Regions from separate parts of the Danio rerio genome. Here region 2 is linked to region 1. Evidence: chromatin contacts called from public Hi-C data. All regions are on one chromosome and are shown on one strand. Each heading gives the region's core, a stretch centred on a gene start, on an enhancer-like site or on the middle of the called end of the contact. The rest is flanking DNA. Distances are from core to core; before and after follow the strand shown.

Evidence for each region. Hi-C and Micro-C count contacts between places; a contact is called where the count stands out from the background.
Region 2: a contact with region 1 is called in a Hi-C map of an unstated tissue, with 2.1 times the contacts expected there. The contact joins two enhancer-like sites. A contact is called at or near these places in 2 of 18 Hi-C or Micro-C datasets (embryo and an unstated tissue).

The regions. Positions count from the first base shown.
Region 1 is chr18:21,736,673-21,741,057 of GRCz12tu, forward strand. The region is part of intron 4 of LOC141378822 (a long non-coding RNA gene); the gene reads left to right. Among named protein-coding and RNA genes, the nearest start is that of kif23, 110 kb to the right of the region's middle. Within about 2 kb of position 2,464, at least 11 of the 62 cell types and tissues checked have an H3K27ac peak or open chromatin away from gene starts, as enhancers often do.
Region 2 is chr18:21,793,219-21,797,603 of GRCz12tu, forward strand. No RefSeq gene overlaps it. Among named protein-coding and RNA genes, the nearest start is that of kif23, 52 kb to the right of the region's middle. Within about 2 kb of position 1,958, at least 4 of the 62 cell types and tissues checked have an H3K27ac peak or open chromatin away from gene starts, as enhancers often do.

The sequences.
Region 1 (4,385 bases), core at 1,214-3,713:
AATAAATGCATTTATTTTGACAAAGGATCTCAAATTCAAATAAATACTTATATTGTTACGTACATAAATAAACTTTCAGGGTTATCACAAAAATATTAAGGAGCTTTTTTCATGTTAATATAATAAAATTAATAAATTAAGTTTCTTGACCACCAAATTAGTGTATTTGAATGACTGATACCAGAAACTGATGTAATGACTGGTAAAAATGCCCGGTAAGGTCCCATTTGAAACAAGCATTTTTTTATTTAATGTTTGACGTAATGTCAAACATTACAATGAAGATTTATTGAGAAATTGAAAGAAGACGTGAAAAAAAATCATTGATCTATTTAGGCAGAAGCTTTGAATGTTTATTGGTTTTATATATTCTAAACAGATATTTTGTCACTGTTTGAAGCACACTAGATAATAGATATCCTTAAAAGGCTAACTTACTAACATCTTAAAAAGCCTTTATTTTAAATGTACACTACCTTTAAAAGGCCATAAACCTCGTCTCAGCAGGGTGTTTCTGCATCTCTAGTTTGAAAAAAGTCAGGAAAGTGGGTGAGTCCAGCTTTGTTTTGGTAGGAATGTTGAGTGGCGAAAGAGGGAAGGGTTTACATGAAAAGGGGAGTTTCAGTATGTGCACTACAGCTGTTTTTAGACCGGTAACACAAAGCACAGAAACAGGGAAGATAGACAGTGTCTACACATCTAAATATTTGCCTTAATCTAAATAAGACAGTAATATGGTTAAGGTTTTTCCATGAGTTTCTTTTTTTTTTGTTACTTTCATGATCCCGTGTGGGAGAAAAACAACCCTCTGCATTTCTCGTTAGATGCAGAGACTCGGTAGGTGCAAATAGCGTCAAACAGCCGTATGTGTATAGACTATCCTGTCGCAAAATTTGGTGGCAATCAATCACGGCAAAAATCCTAGGCGATTAAGTTTACATGTTTACATTCGGAGAGCAGCATTTACAATGGATTTTTCAATCCGTAATATTGTATTGATATTACTGTAAACTTACTAGAGTAACTAAATCATTTTGACCAAGGTATGTCTTTAAAAACTAAAAGAGTACTTCTGGCGATACTAACTTTGCCATCTGAATAAGCATAAACAAAGAACAATGATCACACACTTACCAAATCCGTAGAGACAGGACAATCAATACAAACTGGAATGCGTCTTTTTTTTAAAAGGAGACGAGCGGAAAATTTGAATTTCACCATTTCCAGAAGCAATAATCTCTCATTTAAAAATGCTCCTTACAAATATATTTTTGTCGCGTGTTAGCAGACCACTGTAATCCACAGTAAAATGTGGGCCCTCATGCAGCGGTGCTCTTATCGCAGGAAATTGGAAACAAAACCTTCGTTGCGGCACATTTATAAACGTAACACTGATGACCCATGTCTCTGAACAATTTTTCTTTTTTCACTTGTTTTAATTACGATTGGCAACACTACATGGTGTCTCTCTGCCATCTCAACACTCTAAGAAGTAAAAACAATCTTCAAATCTATATCATGCATATTAATGAATTTGCATCTCATACACAATAGAGCGTTCTAATTGGTTTAAACCAAGTCTTTCTCATGAATTAATGCTGAAAACTCAATTATGTCACTTTGTACCAGCCAGTACAGACATCCAGTCTACACTCTGGAATTTACATAATGATCTCATGGCCGTGACGTAGCTTCAAAATTTCTTTTCAAACCAGAAGAACGAATTAGCTTGATCTTTTTGTGAAATACATGTGTCCTAATAGTGTTTTTAGCAACATGGGACACATATATATATATCTCAAAAAATGTGTTTTGGTGTTTCGTGTCTTTGCTATATGTAAGTTATGAAGTGTGTCGATAAAGTATATGTCAGTCCAATACCTCCAGCAGATTTGGAAGCGTGCACTGATTGGACACTTTACTGTCTCATAAGGCCGCTGAAGAGGATTTATGAATGGAAGTGACATGACACAACTGTCGCTATAGGTGACATGATAATGACAACATGGCAGATGTTATACATCCAATTTGCATTCCTACTCCATGCATTCATTATGCATGAAACAAAAAAGTTATGGATATGCAAGTTCAAATAAAAACGTAGTACCATTCAGACAGCACACCTTTCAAATGATTTGAAAAGGCAACGCTTGAAATTACAGACTTCTTAGATGGAGTAATGCAGGTCACACGGGACATGTCAACACCATTTCTTACACGTCCTTCTAGCCATTACCTTTCCAGCAAAAATTTTAGCTTCACAGTGATTCCGTTTGACGATGAAATGCAAAGGTATTTGAAAAGGCAGCTCTTGATATCACAAGCTTCTTGGAAAAGCCAACACGTGAATATTTAAGTAGCTTCAGAGCTAAACGTTTTTTCGCCCGCCCCTCCCTCGTGGTCCGGAGCAGTGTTTGTGTATTTTAAGTGCCTCTGAGAGTATAAAACTAGCAGGCCGGGGCAGACTGCGGGTGTCTGGTATCATGTTGAATTAAAGCACTGTCAACACATTGAGAATGGCAGGGTCACATTTCGTCTCGCTCCCAGCCTGCAGTTCTGTGGGCAGATGAACATAGTGCACTACTGCACATTAGACACACACAATTACAGCACTGGGATTGCACCGTTTGGTTTTATTTGGGGGGTGCTTGTCATTTGCTTTTGTACAGTTTGGTTCAATACATGATGACCAATGATAATATTCGATCCAAATCCCCCTTGTCATCAACTGTCACGCTTTGTTTGCTGAATATTGTCCTGTAAAGTGAGCTTGAATGGCATTTCTTATTGATGACATCAAATGAGAAAGGATGACATCTTTTGTCCCGCTGCATTAGCGTCAGGATGAATTATTAAGGATCTAGAGGGCTGGTTGGCGGCTGTTGCTCTGTAGTGCTTCACTTTAGTATTGATGTAGTACGACACCATGTCATGTCTATAAAGGGGTGTTTCTGCTTGGAGGGTGAGAAGTGCAGCCCTCCTCTTTCTCTCTCTCTCTCTCTCCCTCTGTTTCTGTATCTCGCTTTACCACTGCGTGTACCAATCTGTCTCTCCTCCTCTTTATCACTGTATTGCAGAGCTGTGCTGAGAGAAGCAACTCTACTGTGGAATTTAAAAACATATAAAAGGGAATAGAGATTTTTTTTATCACATAATTCAGTCTTTTTTTTTCTCAGTTGCAAAATTGTGAGTTTATATAAACAGCTAAACTCACAAAGGCAAGTTTACTGAATTACAAGTGTCCGGCTTTTATTTTTACACCCCACAGTTCTGTATTTTTTTCTTGCCAGAACTTTTGATGTGAGTTTTATATCAGACATTTCTGACAGGTCAGATTTTTTTCTTGAAACTAGAAACTGATTGCAATCATTTAACTCAGTTGTAAGAAATCATAAATATATATATATATATATATATATATATATATATATATATATATATATATATATATATATATATATATATATATATATATTCATATATATATATATATATATATATATATATATATATATATATATATATATATATTTTTTTTTTTTTTTTTTTTTTTTTTTTTTTTTTTTTTACTTTTGTTTACCTAAATTCTGAATTTTATCTCCTAATTTTTGCTTTTTCCTTGCAATATTAGTATTTATCACAATTATATTTTTTCTCACAATTGCTAGTTGACACTGTAAATAAATTAGGTCAGGGTGCTTGGAAAAAAATTTATATAACGTTTGTTTCAAGAGTTCACACTTAGCTGATGACTGTTTATAAAGCGAGTTTGGCATGCTGTCTCGGGTGAGAGCCCTGAGCTCATAAGATCCTTGAACCTGGGGCTCCCTCCTATTTACAGGGTGAGAGGGGAGTTTGAGCTCAGGTCTCGAGGTCTCCCCCCTTATTTAGAGCTGATGACAGATTAAAAATTGCTATATAGATATATACTGCTGGTTAAGAGCTCTGCTATAGTGCTCATTTACATTGATCAATTCACTTATGACGCATGTTTTTGGACTGTGGGAGGAAACCTGAGAACCCAGGGGAAACCCAGGTGAGCATGGGGAGAACATGTAAACTCTACACCGAAACGACAACTGGCCTGTTAATGATTTGAACCAGTGACGTTCTTGCTGTGAGGCAACAGTGCTAACCACTGGGCCACCGTGCCACCCTATAAAGGGAAAGGTGGAAGAGGGGATTCTTCAAGGCGAAGATATATGAAGTAAGAAACTTATAGTAATTTATAGTGAGTTATAGAATCATCTAATTGTTGAATCATGCGTTAATTAATGCGGGACCAGCCGTGATCAATCATAAACACTTGCCCCTTTCGAAACTCTATCATGCTCTGGCTTATTTCTTTATATATATATATATATATATATATATATATATATATA
Region 2 (4,385 bases), core at 708-3,207, 56 kb after region 1:
TACTGAACTGATGTTCAACTCTGAAATCTGGACTGGCACAGTTACAATTGACTAAAACTTCTATGTTAAGCTGCTTTATCACAATCTACATAGTAAAAGTGCTATAGACATAAAGATGAATTGAATTGAATTATACACCTTTAACCTGTTACCATCAGGTTGTCGAAATTGGGTTCCCACATGTGTAGGAAAAAGAAATAGGGCAAAAGTATCGTTTATACCTCAAGCAATTATGTTTTTTTTTTATTATTATTTCTCCTCTCTTCGTAGTAGTTGATGGCCAGTATACTGGATATTTATTTAGATTAGTGGTTCCATAGTATATTAGGTTTTTATTTTGCTATTTATTTAGGTATTTATTTTTTTATATTTATTTTGATTTATTTTTATAAATGCTAAATGTGAATTGTCAGATGTCTCTGTGAGTGTATGCTGCAAATGACATTTTTCTACAAGACAATTAAATTTAAATAACTAGCTAACTAACTAACTAACTAACTAACTAACTAACTAACTAACTAACATAGTTAAATTAAATTATACGTTATTTTAAGTTTATGTTTTTTATATAAAAATTTATATTTTATATAACCTCTTGGCAAATAATTAATAATACAAACTTGGCTTGTATTTGTTTTACATTTTTAGTTTAACATTTCAGTATACATTTTAGAATTCTATGTGCTCTCTGTCTGTTTACATGTTGTTTATTTCAGTTTTTAGCCATTTTTTTCTGATTTATTTCAATGTGCTCTCTCTCTCCCTCTGTAAACGGAAAAAAAGTTGTATGAATTATGTGTCAAAGTGCTAAATATAAAAAAAAGAGGTATTTTTTCATTGTTTTTTACATTGTGAAAGGCTTAAAGATTTATTTCTGATGTTTAGTTTTGTTTGCGGATATTAAGTTTATTTCATTTTTAATTTCAAATTTGCAAAAAAAAAGAGAGAAAAAAAAAGTTAATTATTAATTTTGTTGTTGGAAAAGCCAAACATACATAACATTAAAAGAAATAATAGAGGAAGAATTTTGTTGAGATGTGGAGCAAATTTTTAAGAGTTAAATCAAAGTGAGAATCAAAAAATAAAAATTATAAGAATGTCAAGAATATTGAAGAGTTTGAAAATATGTGGATTTATAAAGATAGGTTGTGCTCTGTTAAAGATGGAGGACTAATATTTACAAAGTGGCTTGAGTAAAATGAACCTTTGTAATATTGATATTTTGGTATGAAATAATTTTTAAAAATCAAACAAAAAGAGAGAGAGAAATTAAATTGAAGTTTAATACACCTTTATTTAATACAAAATGTTAAACTGTTTTTTGTTGATTTAAACTAAAACAATTTTCCAAATCACACAATGTTTTCATCAAAAAACATGACGTTATTTTCAACCCAAGACAACATTTTTTTACACTCCACATGCCTTCAAAATCTTTCATTGACAAATAAAAATTTTATCCACGCCTTATTATTGCTTTTATAAGCCCTTTAAAAATCAGTTCAACTTTATAACTAGTCCCACAAAATCTTGTACCTCCTAATGTATAGCACAATTTCTGCTTGTCCTAATATAAAATTTAACAGCTCTTTTCCTTTTTCTTTTTTTTCCATCTTCAAGACCAAATACAAACGAAAAGAGAGAGAGAAATCCCCCAATATCATATTTTAAGTCATATTTTTCTATCAGTATTCTCTTTTTCTTATTCGTTTTGTTTTGTAACCCCTAAGCATGCTAACTACAATAATTTCAGGTTGTAATGCTAAAATAAAGTCTATCACTTCTGTTGCCACATCTAGCATTATAATTTTCCCTGCTGAATTCAGCATAGCTCTCATACTAGCTCTCTAATAGCATACTACACTTACTATTTCTGCCATATGGTAATATGCTGTTCTGAATTCAGCCTCCCATTCATTCTTACACAAGTGGTCCATCTCCTCCCCCTGAAAGTGCTGAAATGAGCTGCAGGAGACGCGGTGCTGCCATCTCATGGACAAACACTGCTCCGGTCCACTTCATGCCTTGTTTGAATGGCTTCAGGTTATATTTCCACTCAGCCATGTACGCTAAATGAAGCATATATAATGCAAATGAGAGCCCAAGCGAGAGCAGAGCAGCCGTCTGTAGTGTTGCTGGATCAGGCAACAGAAGAAGACCTCAGCGTCTTTTGGTGGGAGAAATCTGACAATCAGGAAATAAAACATTCATTCATTCATTCATTTTCTTTTCAGCTTAGTCCCTTTATTAATCAGGGGTCGCCACAGCGGAATTAACCGCCAACTTATCCAGCTTGTTTTTGCAGCGGATGCAATTTCAGCTGCAACCCATCTCAGGGAGACACCAGCTCATTCACACAAATACACTACTGAAAATTTAGCCTACCCAATTCACCTGTGCTGCATGTCTTTTGACTTTTGGGGAAAACCGGAGCACCCTAGGGAAACCCACACCAACACGGGGAGAACATGCAAACTCCACACAGAAATGTCAACTTATCCAGCACCGAGGCTCGAGCCAGTGACCTTCTTGCTGTGAGAGCTGCCCACTGAGCCACCACATTGCCTAACTAAAATATGTTTTACTTATTATATTTAAAAATGATTTTTAATATACAAAAATAATGTGTTTATATATTGTATTTAGGATGTTGTTTAATAGTTTTAGGACAACTTTTATAAAACGTTTCGATCCATAGGTTCCGATATATTAAAAGTCTTTTTTGGATATCTAATGTCATTCATTCATTTTCCTTAGCCTTTGTCCCTTATTTATCAGGGGTTGCCACAGCGGAAGGAACCGCCAACTATTCCAGCATATGGTTTACGCAGCAAATGCCCTTCCTGCTGTGACCCAGTACTGGGAAACACCCACACACGCACTCACAGGCCAATTTATTTTATTCAATTCACTTAAAGCCCATGTCTTTGGACTGTGGGGGAAACCATAGCACCCAGAGGAAACCCACTCTAACACGGGGAGAGAATGCAAACTCCACACAGAAATGCCAACATCAGGGCTAACCACTGAGCCTTGGTGCCACCCATATCTAAAATGTAAACAACAAAAAAGAAACCTACTTTAAATATACTCTAAAAAGCTCCTCTGGACACATTAGGAAAGATCTTGATTACCACTAAAACAAACAAAAATCGGGGGAGGCAGTGGCGCAGTAGGTAGTGCTGTCGACTCACAGCAAAAAGGTCGCTGGGTTGCTGGTTTGAACCTCGGTTCAGTTGGTGTTTCTGTGTGGAGTTTGCATGTTCTCCCTGCCTTCGCGTGGGTTTCCTCCGGGTGCTCCAGTTTCCCCCACAGTCCAAAGACATGTGGTACAGGTGAATTGGGTAGGCTAAATTGTCCATATTGTATGAGTGTGTGTGTGAATGTGTGTGTGGATGTTTCCCAGAGATGGGTTGCGGCTGGAAGGGCATCCGCTGCGTAAAAACTTGCTGGATAAGTTGGCGGTTCATTCCACTGTGGCGACCCCGGATTAATAAAGGGACTAAGCCGACAAGAAAATGAATGAATGAACAAACAAAAATCACTGCTACGTTGTAAATAATTTGTACAAAACAGACATATTTCTGTTACTTAATACTATTTTAAAAGGCTGTTTTTCTAAAAATTTTAAATAAATGGATACTTCAGATATATTTCTGCATTCTATTGTAAGGATGTAAATGTTTCTTTAACTTGAAATATATTTTGGTAAATGAAAGTTGAAATGTTGGCATCACAGTGGCGATTGCCCGATTGCCTCACGACAAGATGGTTGCTGGTTCAAGCTCTGGCTGGGTCAGTTGGCATATCTGTGTGGAGTTTGCATGTTCACCTATAGCGCAGTCCAAAGACATGCAGTATAGATGAATTGGGTAACCTCAATTGGCCATAGGGTATGCGTGTGAATGTAAGAGTGTGTGGGTGTTTCCCAGTGATGGGTTGCAGCTGGAAGAGCATCCACTGTGTAAAACATATGCTGGGTAAGTTAGCATTTCATTCCGCTGTGGCGACTTCTGATTAATAAAGTGACTAAGCCGAAAAGAAACTATATAAATGAATGACATGTATACTTCAGATATATTTCTGCATTCAATTGTAGGGATGTAAATGTTTCTTTACCTTGAAATATATTTTGATATATGAAGGTCAAATGTATTTTTGATTTTACAACATATTTTAGGTAGAGTCATTTTATTCTTATTATTTATTAAAATCAGATCATTATTATAGGCCGAATTAATGAGTTTTATTAACGTCTTATTTAAGACCCACTTATAGTTTTCTGTCTGAACAGATAATGTGAAAAACATGGGAAGAATCTTGGCTTGGTGTATGTAGGTGATTGTTATTTAACTTGACTTGACAAGGCCGCCTCTGTGATATTT